Linked DNA regions of Pan troglodytes: region 2 is linked to region 1. A link is a contact called in public Hi-C data. All regions are on one chromosome and are shown on one strand. Each heading gives the region's core, a stretch centred on a gene start, on an enhancer-like site or on the middle of the called end of the contact. The rest is flanking DNA. Distances are from core to core; before and after follow the strand shown.

Region 1 (3,090 bases), core at 371-2,870:
AGATTTTAAAGGCTCTAGGGTAAGGATTAAGTTGGTGTGCTATAGGAGTAACTGGGTGTGTTGTAGGATTAGCAAGGAGGCCAGGGTGGCTGCATCCCAGTGAGTGAGGGTGAGGCCAGTCCATGGAGTCGGAGACAGTACAGGGGCCTTGTAGACCCTGGTGTGGATGGAGGGTTCAGCGCAGGAGGGATGTGAATGGACTTCACATCTCAGAAGAAGCCCTCGGTGCTGTGTTTCAAATAGTCCATATCAGTCAACCATTCTCATCTGGGGGCAATTTTGTAACACTTCCCCACCCCCTGGCAATGTTTGGAGACATTTTTGGTTGTCACACCTGGGGTTGGGGTGCTCCTGGCACCTAATGGAGGGAGGCCAGGGAGATACCACCGAACATCCTACAAAATGTAGAACAGGCCCCCAACAGAGAATTTCTAGATTGTGTCAGTAATTGTGCTGACAGATCTGGGTATGGCAGGAGAAGCCAAGGGTCCAGTTTAGATTACGTAAATTTGAGCAGCTGTTAACACCCCTAGGTGAAGAGGTCAATAGGGCAGCTGGAGGCAGGAATTAGGGTGCCCTGTGGCCAGGTTCAGGCAGGAGGTGTAATTCTGGGAATCTTGACGTGTACGTGGGATTGGGTTAGGGTGGTAGTTCTCGAAATGACTTTGAGGGGGTGATGGGGACACTGCTGGCATCTAATGATTGGTGGCCAGAGTTGCACTAAACATGCCCCAGTGCATAGGACAGCCTCACTCAACAAAGACTCCAGCCCCATTGGCTTACTGAGGTTGCGAGTCAGGGGTAGAGCATTGAGCAGGAGTGAGGCCCCTGGGACATTGAGGATGTGGAGTTCTGGTTGAGGAGGAGAAGCAAGGGGTGGAGTAGCCACACCAGGGGAGTGTGTTGCCCTGGAGCCTCCAGTATGGGGGTTTCAGAAAGAGAGGGCGGCCGCCTGTGCCCAGTGACGCTTATGTGTGAATTCCATGCCTTTGGTGGTTGGCGCCCTCCAGGTCCATCTTGTCCTACAGTGCCATTTTCAGATGGAGAAACTGAGGGAGGTCTGGAGAGGAGGCATGGGGTGCCCAGGATCCCAGAGGCAGCAGGGCTGGAGCACAGCCTGGCTCCAATCCTGGCTCACCTGTGAGTACAGCCCTGATGTAATAGGATGGTCAGGGCAGTTGCTTTCGGGGCTCCCATTCAGACCAACCAGTTGGTTCCTCACTTGAGTGAAAAGGGACACACGTGCTTCCTTGGGAACATTCATTGTTCCCAAATCTGTGGTTTGCTTTCTCACACCCTCCTTCCACCTCCACACCCCGAAAAGAAATGCTGTTTGGAGGCGTTCTCACGGTGACATTTCCTCTCTGCCAGTCATGCTTGTCAAGAATAGCTCTTTGCTGAAACTGGGTGGTCATTGGGCTTCCTCGTGACACTGTGGGTCTTTCAGTTTGGCTTGATCTGTTGTGGGAGTGAAAGGTTTCTTCCTGTCGTGTGTCTTGGTGGGTGGGCATGGTGGTGGGTGGGCACCAGGGGAACCGAGGCCCTCTTGTGTCTCCCCTGGCAGCTCTTCCGGTTCAGGACACATTTCTTATCTTCGTCAGCAGGAACAAGAGCATTGGGAATGTGGGCGTTTTGTGGGCTGGGATTGCAATGACCTAACGGGAAGAGGATCAGCTAGGGACCGATGGAAGTGCCGTGGGTGGGGAGGAGATCAGAACAAGCAGGGCAATGTTAAGGAATTCTCCAGTGACTGCCCAGGGACTGAACAAATGCTTTATAGGGCTTGATTCTGTCTGTCAGCCGTGGAACGACTTTCCGCAGACAGGGACAATGAAAGGGAGCACCCTGGATAATGATGAGGTTATTGTAGCTAACAAAACAGGATTTCCTTAAAAAATATATCAGAAAAGGCAGAATTACAGAGATGGGGAACAGATGAGTGATAGCTGGGGGTTGGAGTGCAGGAGGGTTTGCCTACACATTGGGAGGGAACTCTTCGGGAGATGGACCTGCTCTGTGTTTTGGTTGTGGTGGTGGTTACAGGAATCTATGCAGGTGTTACGACTCATAGGACTGTATTCTCCCAAAAGTGATTTTTGCTGTCTGTAAATTAAAACTTTTTAAAAATTACAACAACCTTTAAAGTAGGTAATATCTCTGTTTCACAGAAGTGTAAACTGGGGCACAGAGAAGCAAGTTACCTACCCAAGGATCCACCATGGTTTGTGGTAGAGTTTGGCCTTCAGGCCCAGGCCTGTCTGCTGCAAAACTTGAGCTCTTAGCTGAGATACCTGAATGTCTCCTGTGCCTATTGGATACGTCAGCTTTTTTGGGGGTCAGGGGGTAAGGTGAAGTTTTGAAATTTGTAAAGGATGTGGCTCTTGCCAGCTTAACCCATATTGTCGGACTGAATTGTCAAGAAAAACAGAACTCTAGATTATTACAGGAACTCTCCTAGTTTTTAAAAGCTGACAATCAATTTCATTAAAAACAAAAACTGGCTAGGCTTGGTGGCTTATGTCTGTAATTCTCGCACGTTGGGAGGCTGAGGCAGGAGGATTGCTTGAGCCCAGGAGTTCAAGGTTGCAGTGAGCTATGATTGCATCACTGCACTCCAGCCTGGGTGAGAGAGTGAGACCCTGTGGTACAAAAACAAAAACAAAACCCCAAAACTCTATTTGGGCCAGACAAACACATACAACCAACAATACAAAAATAGTCCATAGGTTGTCAGTTTTTATTTATACTATACTGTAATTATATTATACTGTTACACTATAATTAAGAATATATGGTATATAAGTATATGGCATTTTAGTATATGTATGTGTGTATATGGTATATGTATGTATATTGGGTATATGGTATGAGTATATGTATGTGTGTATATGGTATGAGAGTATATGGGTATATTGGGTATATTTGAGTATATGTATGTGTGTATGGTATATGATGAGTATATGGTATATGGGTATGTGTGTATATTGGGTATATGTGAGTATATGTATGTGTGTGTATGGTATATAAGTATGTATGTGTGTGTTGTATTTGCATGTGTGTATATGGTGAGCATATAGTATATGGGTATAT
Region 2 (3,484 bases), core at 197-2,696, 250 kb before region 1:
TTATTCCTCCAATCACCTTCTCAACAACCTGCTGCAACAAATACTGAAGCTTTTTTGCAGCCAGGGATCAGTTAGGTGGATCCGAGGCCAGGCATTTAAATCAAAGAGATGCAGCAATCTTACTCAATACTACCACCACTCTCACGCATCTCATTCAACTCCATTTAAAACCACTGCAGCAAGACAGCTGGTACTCTCCTTCCTGTTTCTTTACCGTACAGGCTTAATAACAAAAACAGGTTGGTTTTGAAGCCCTGCTCAAATACTGCAAAAAGGAAGTCTTCGCATTCGGGAGGGGGAAAAAAGTTTCGACTTCGAGAGAATCTCATAGCTTCCGTGTCATTCCATTTGGGAATCCCAGATCCTGCTAGTGAGGTAGATGCTCGCTCTCTCGGTTAACTTTTCCACCCTAGATGCCCTCAAACTGCTTAGGAAGCAACTAAGTCTCCCAACGACCCATGGCTAGTTTTGTTAAGGCAGGTACAAGACAAGCAGTTTATTTAAACCGTGACGAACTGGGTCGATGTTCATAAAATGAGAGATAGGGAGAGCAAAAAAAAAAAAAAAAAAGTAGTAATAAAGACAGCCAAACCCCAAATTTAATCAACCAACTTCCCACTTCCCATTTCCCAGCCTTCACACCAGAGGTAGTAAAACGCCTTTTTACCGAGAAAACTAAGAACCTACCCGAGCCCAACATGAAAATTCCGCGGACAATTCGTGTTAAAATATTTTTTAAATGCCCAAGTGAGGAGGAAACACAGCAACCAAATCTCACCCGGCTGGGAGGCTGGGGTGGGGGGGGGTCCCCGCGGCTTTTCCCTCCCGTGCGTCCCAGTAGCTGCTAAGGAGCCGGGGCAGCAGGAGGAGGACGCGGGGAGCTTTCAAAAGGGCTGGGGGAGGCAAGAGGAAGAAAAAACTTTAGGGACAGAAGGGGAAAGTGGGCCCCTGCAGTCCCCCCGCAAACTCCTCGGGTGACCCCTCCGCGCGGGGACCCTCTCGGATCCCCAAGCGGACTGCCACCCAGCTTCGTCTCAGCTCCGACCGCCGCGGGCCGCCCCCCGGGCTGAGGGGAAGCGGCGCGGCCCCGACACCCCGAAACTACCTCAGCGCGTCCCCCGGCCGGCGCGCCCCTCAGTGCCTTGGCAGATCTGAAGCCGCTGGCTCTCGCAGCCTGGGGAACTCGCCCCTCTTCCCTCCGCCTCGCACTCCACCCCCTCGCCCGCCACCGCCTCCTCCTTTATCTCCACTCACCTCCCGCCGCCATTTTCCTCGCAGCTCAGCTTTAAATCGGAAACTCGCCGCTCAGCCCGCAGCCGCCGCCGCCGCCGCCACCGACTAAGCCGCAGCCGCCGCCGTCGCTGTGGAGCGGCTGAGGCAGCAGCAGCTGAAGTCGCCGCACGGGGGGCCACTGGGATATGTAGTCCCGAGGCCACGCCCAGCACTACCGGTCCCAGGGGGCCTTGCGCGGCCGGCCTAGGGTTCCAGCGCCCCCCACCCTGGCTTCCGCGGCGGAGGGCGTGGCGACATGGGCTCGTGCGGCCGCTTTCGCCCAGCATCAACTGGGAGCTCCCTCGGGATCCGGAGAACCGGAATGCAGTCCTAGCCCTGCCCTTAATTTTTTTCATATTTGCCTTCGTCCAGTAATACCTAACATTTGTGGAGCGTTTCTGGTATGCCAAGCACGGATCCTCAAAACAAGCATCCGGTAGGGACCATGATCATCCTCATTTTTCAGATGAGCGAACTGAGGCACAAGGTCGGAAGCCACGAGGCTGTTCCTTAGCTGCTAAAGTCACTGGGTGAAATGTTGTTGGGCAGCAGTATATTCAGGGTATATTTAGTCCCGAAGTATCATCCCACAGCGTATTTATGACTTACAATAAAGAACAGCTTGCTTTACAACGGGTGCCCCTTACCAAGTGATCGAACTTAGCACCACCAATAATGGGTCAGGACTGTTGTTATGTGTCTCCTAATATGATGCAGTGGGGAAAGCATATTGCTACCTCTGTCGCATTCTTGCCACATACACACACACAAAAAGCTTACCTGAAAAAATAAACGAATTCAGAATGTGGGACATTCTACACAACATCTAGCCTGGAGTCTTTTAAAATATGACAGCATGAAAGAGGTGAAAACCAAAAGCAATAGGTGAGACTTGATTGGATTCAGGATGTTTATTTATGTAAAAAGAATTTGGGGGGCAATTTCAATGTGGACTGTATGTTAGATAATATTGAGTCAGTATTAGATGTGTTGAGTGTAAATAAAATAGAATAATCTGACCACTTACCACCTCCACGGTCAGCACCTCATTTCCCACCTGGACCACTGCAACAGCCTCCTCAGTGTTCTGCCTGCTTCCACTCTTTCCCCTTACAGTCTATACTCAACACAGCAGCCAGAGGGATCCTGGTAAGAACCAAGTCAGTCTATGTCCCTCCTGCAAAATTCTTGCAGTAACCTGCAAAGCCCCATACAGCCCGTCTCTTGCCCTCCCCTTCCCTCTCTAAACTCATCACCTTCTTCTCTTCCACTCACTTCTGTAACTCGGCTACAATGGACTCGGCCTCTCCAACGTGCTTAGCACACTCTGGCCTTAAAGATCGTGCACTTGCTATTTCCTCTGCCTAGAACAGTATTTTCCCAGAAAATTCAAATAACCCATTCCCTAATCTCCCCATGGTCATTGTCCAAATGTCACTTATTCAGTGAGGCTTTCCCTAACTGCTCTATTTTAACTTCCTGCCCACTCTGATCCCAGCTTTCCCTACTCCTATTCCTTTCTTCATTTATTTTCAGAGCATGAATTATCATTAAAATCACGATATATTTCTGTTTACTTATGTTATTTAAAATATCTCATTTTGGCTGGGCGCGGTGACTCACGCCTGTAATCCCAGCACTTTGGGAGGCCAAGGCAGGCAGATCACCTGAGGTCGGGAGTTCAAGACCAGCCTGACCAATATGGAGAAACCCCGTCACTACTAAAAATACATAATTAGCTGGGCATGGTAGCACATGCCTGTAATCCCAGCTACTCAGGAGGCTGAGGCAGGAGAATCACTTGAACCTGGGGGCAGAGGTTGCGGTGAGCCGAGATGGCACCATTGCACTCCAACCTGGGCAACAAGAGTGAAACTCCGTCTCAAAAAAAAAAAGTAAAAATTAAAAAATTAAATATCTCATTTCTGGGCCGGGCACGGTGGCTCACACCTGTAATCCCAACACTTTGGGAGGCCGAGGTGGGCGGATCACCTGAGGTCAGAAGTTCCAGACCAGCCTGCCCAACATGGCGAAACCCCGTCTCTACTAAAAATACAAAAGATTAGCTGGGCATGGTGGCAGGCGCCTATAATCCTGGCTACTCGGGAGGCTGAGGCAGGAGAATCACTTGAACCCGGGAGGCAGAGGTTGCAGTGAGCCGAGATCACGCCACTGCACTCCAGCCTGGGCCACAAGAGCAAAACTCTGTCTC

The links. A called contact is a pair of places that touch in the nucleus more often than the background predicts.
Region 2: a Hi-C map of stem cell-derived neural progenitor cells shows a contact between it and region 1, with 3 times the contacts expected there. The contact joins the promoter of NCOA3 here to the enhancer-like site in region 1. A contact is called at or near these places in 1 of 7 Hi-C or Micro-C datasets (stem cell-derived neural progenitor cells) and 1 of 1 datasets of contacts at active chromatin or transcription factors (stem cell-derived excitatory neurons).

What each region holds. Positions count from the first base shown.
Region 1 is chr21:53,518,926-53,522,015 of NHGRI_mPanTro3-v2.0_pri, reverse strand. The region is part of intron 12 of ZMYND8 (zinc finger MYND-type containing 8); the gene reads left to right. Among named protein-coding and RNA genes, the nearest start is that of ZMYND8, 110 kb to the left of the region's middle. Within about 2 kb of position 1,620, at least 7 of the 24 cell types and tissues checked have an H3K27ac peak or open chromatin away from gene starts, as enhancers often do. A contact at or near this core is called in stem cell-derived neural progenitor cells, where this site is marked.
Region 2 is chr21:53,765,916-53,769,399 of NHGRI_mPanTro3-v2.0_pri, reverse strand. NCOA3 (nuclear receptor coactivator 3) reads right to left here and starts at 1,446. Exons shown (of 23, transcript XM_016938072.4): 1 at 1,255-1,446.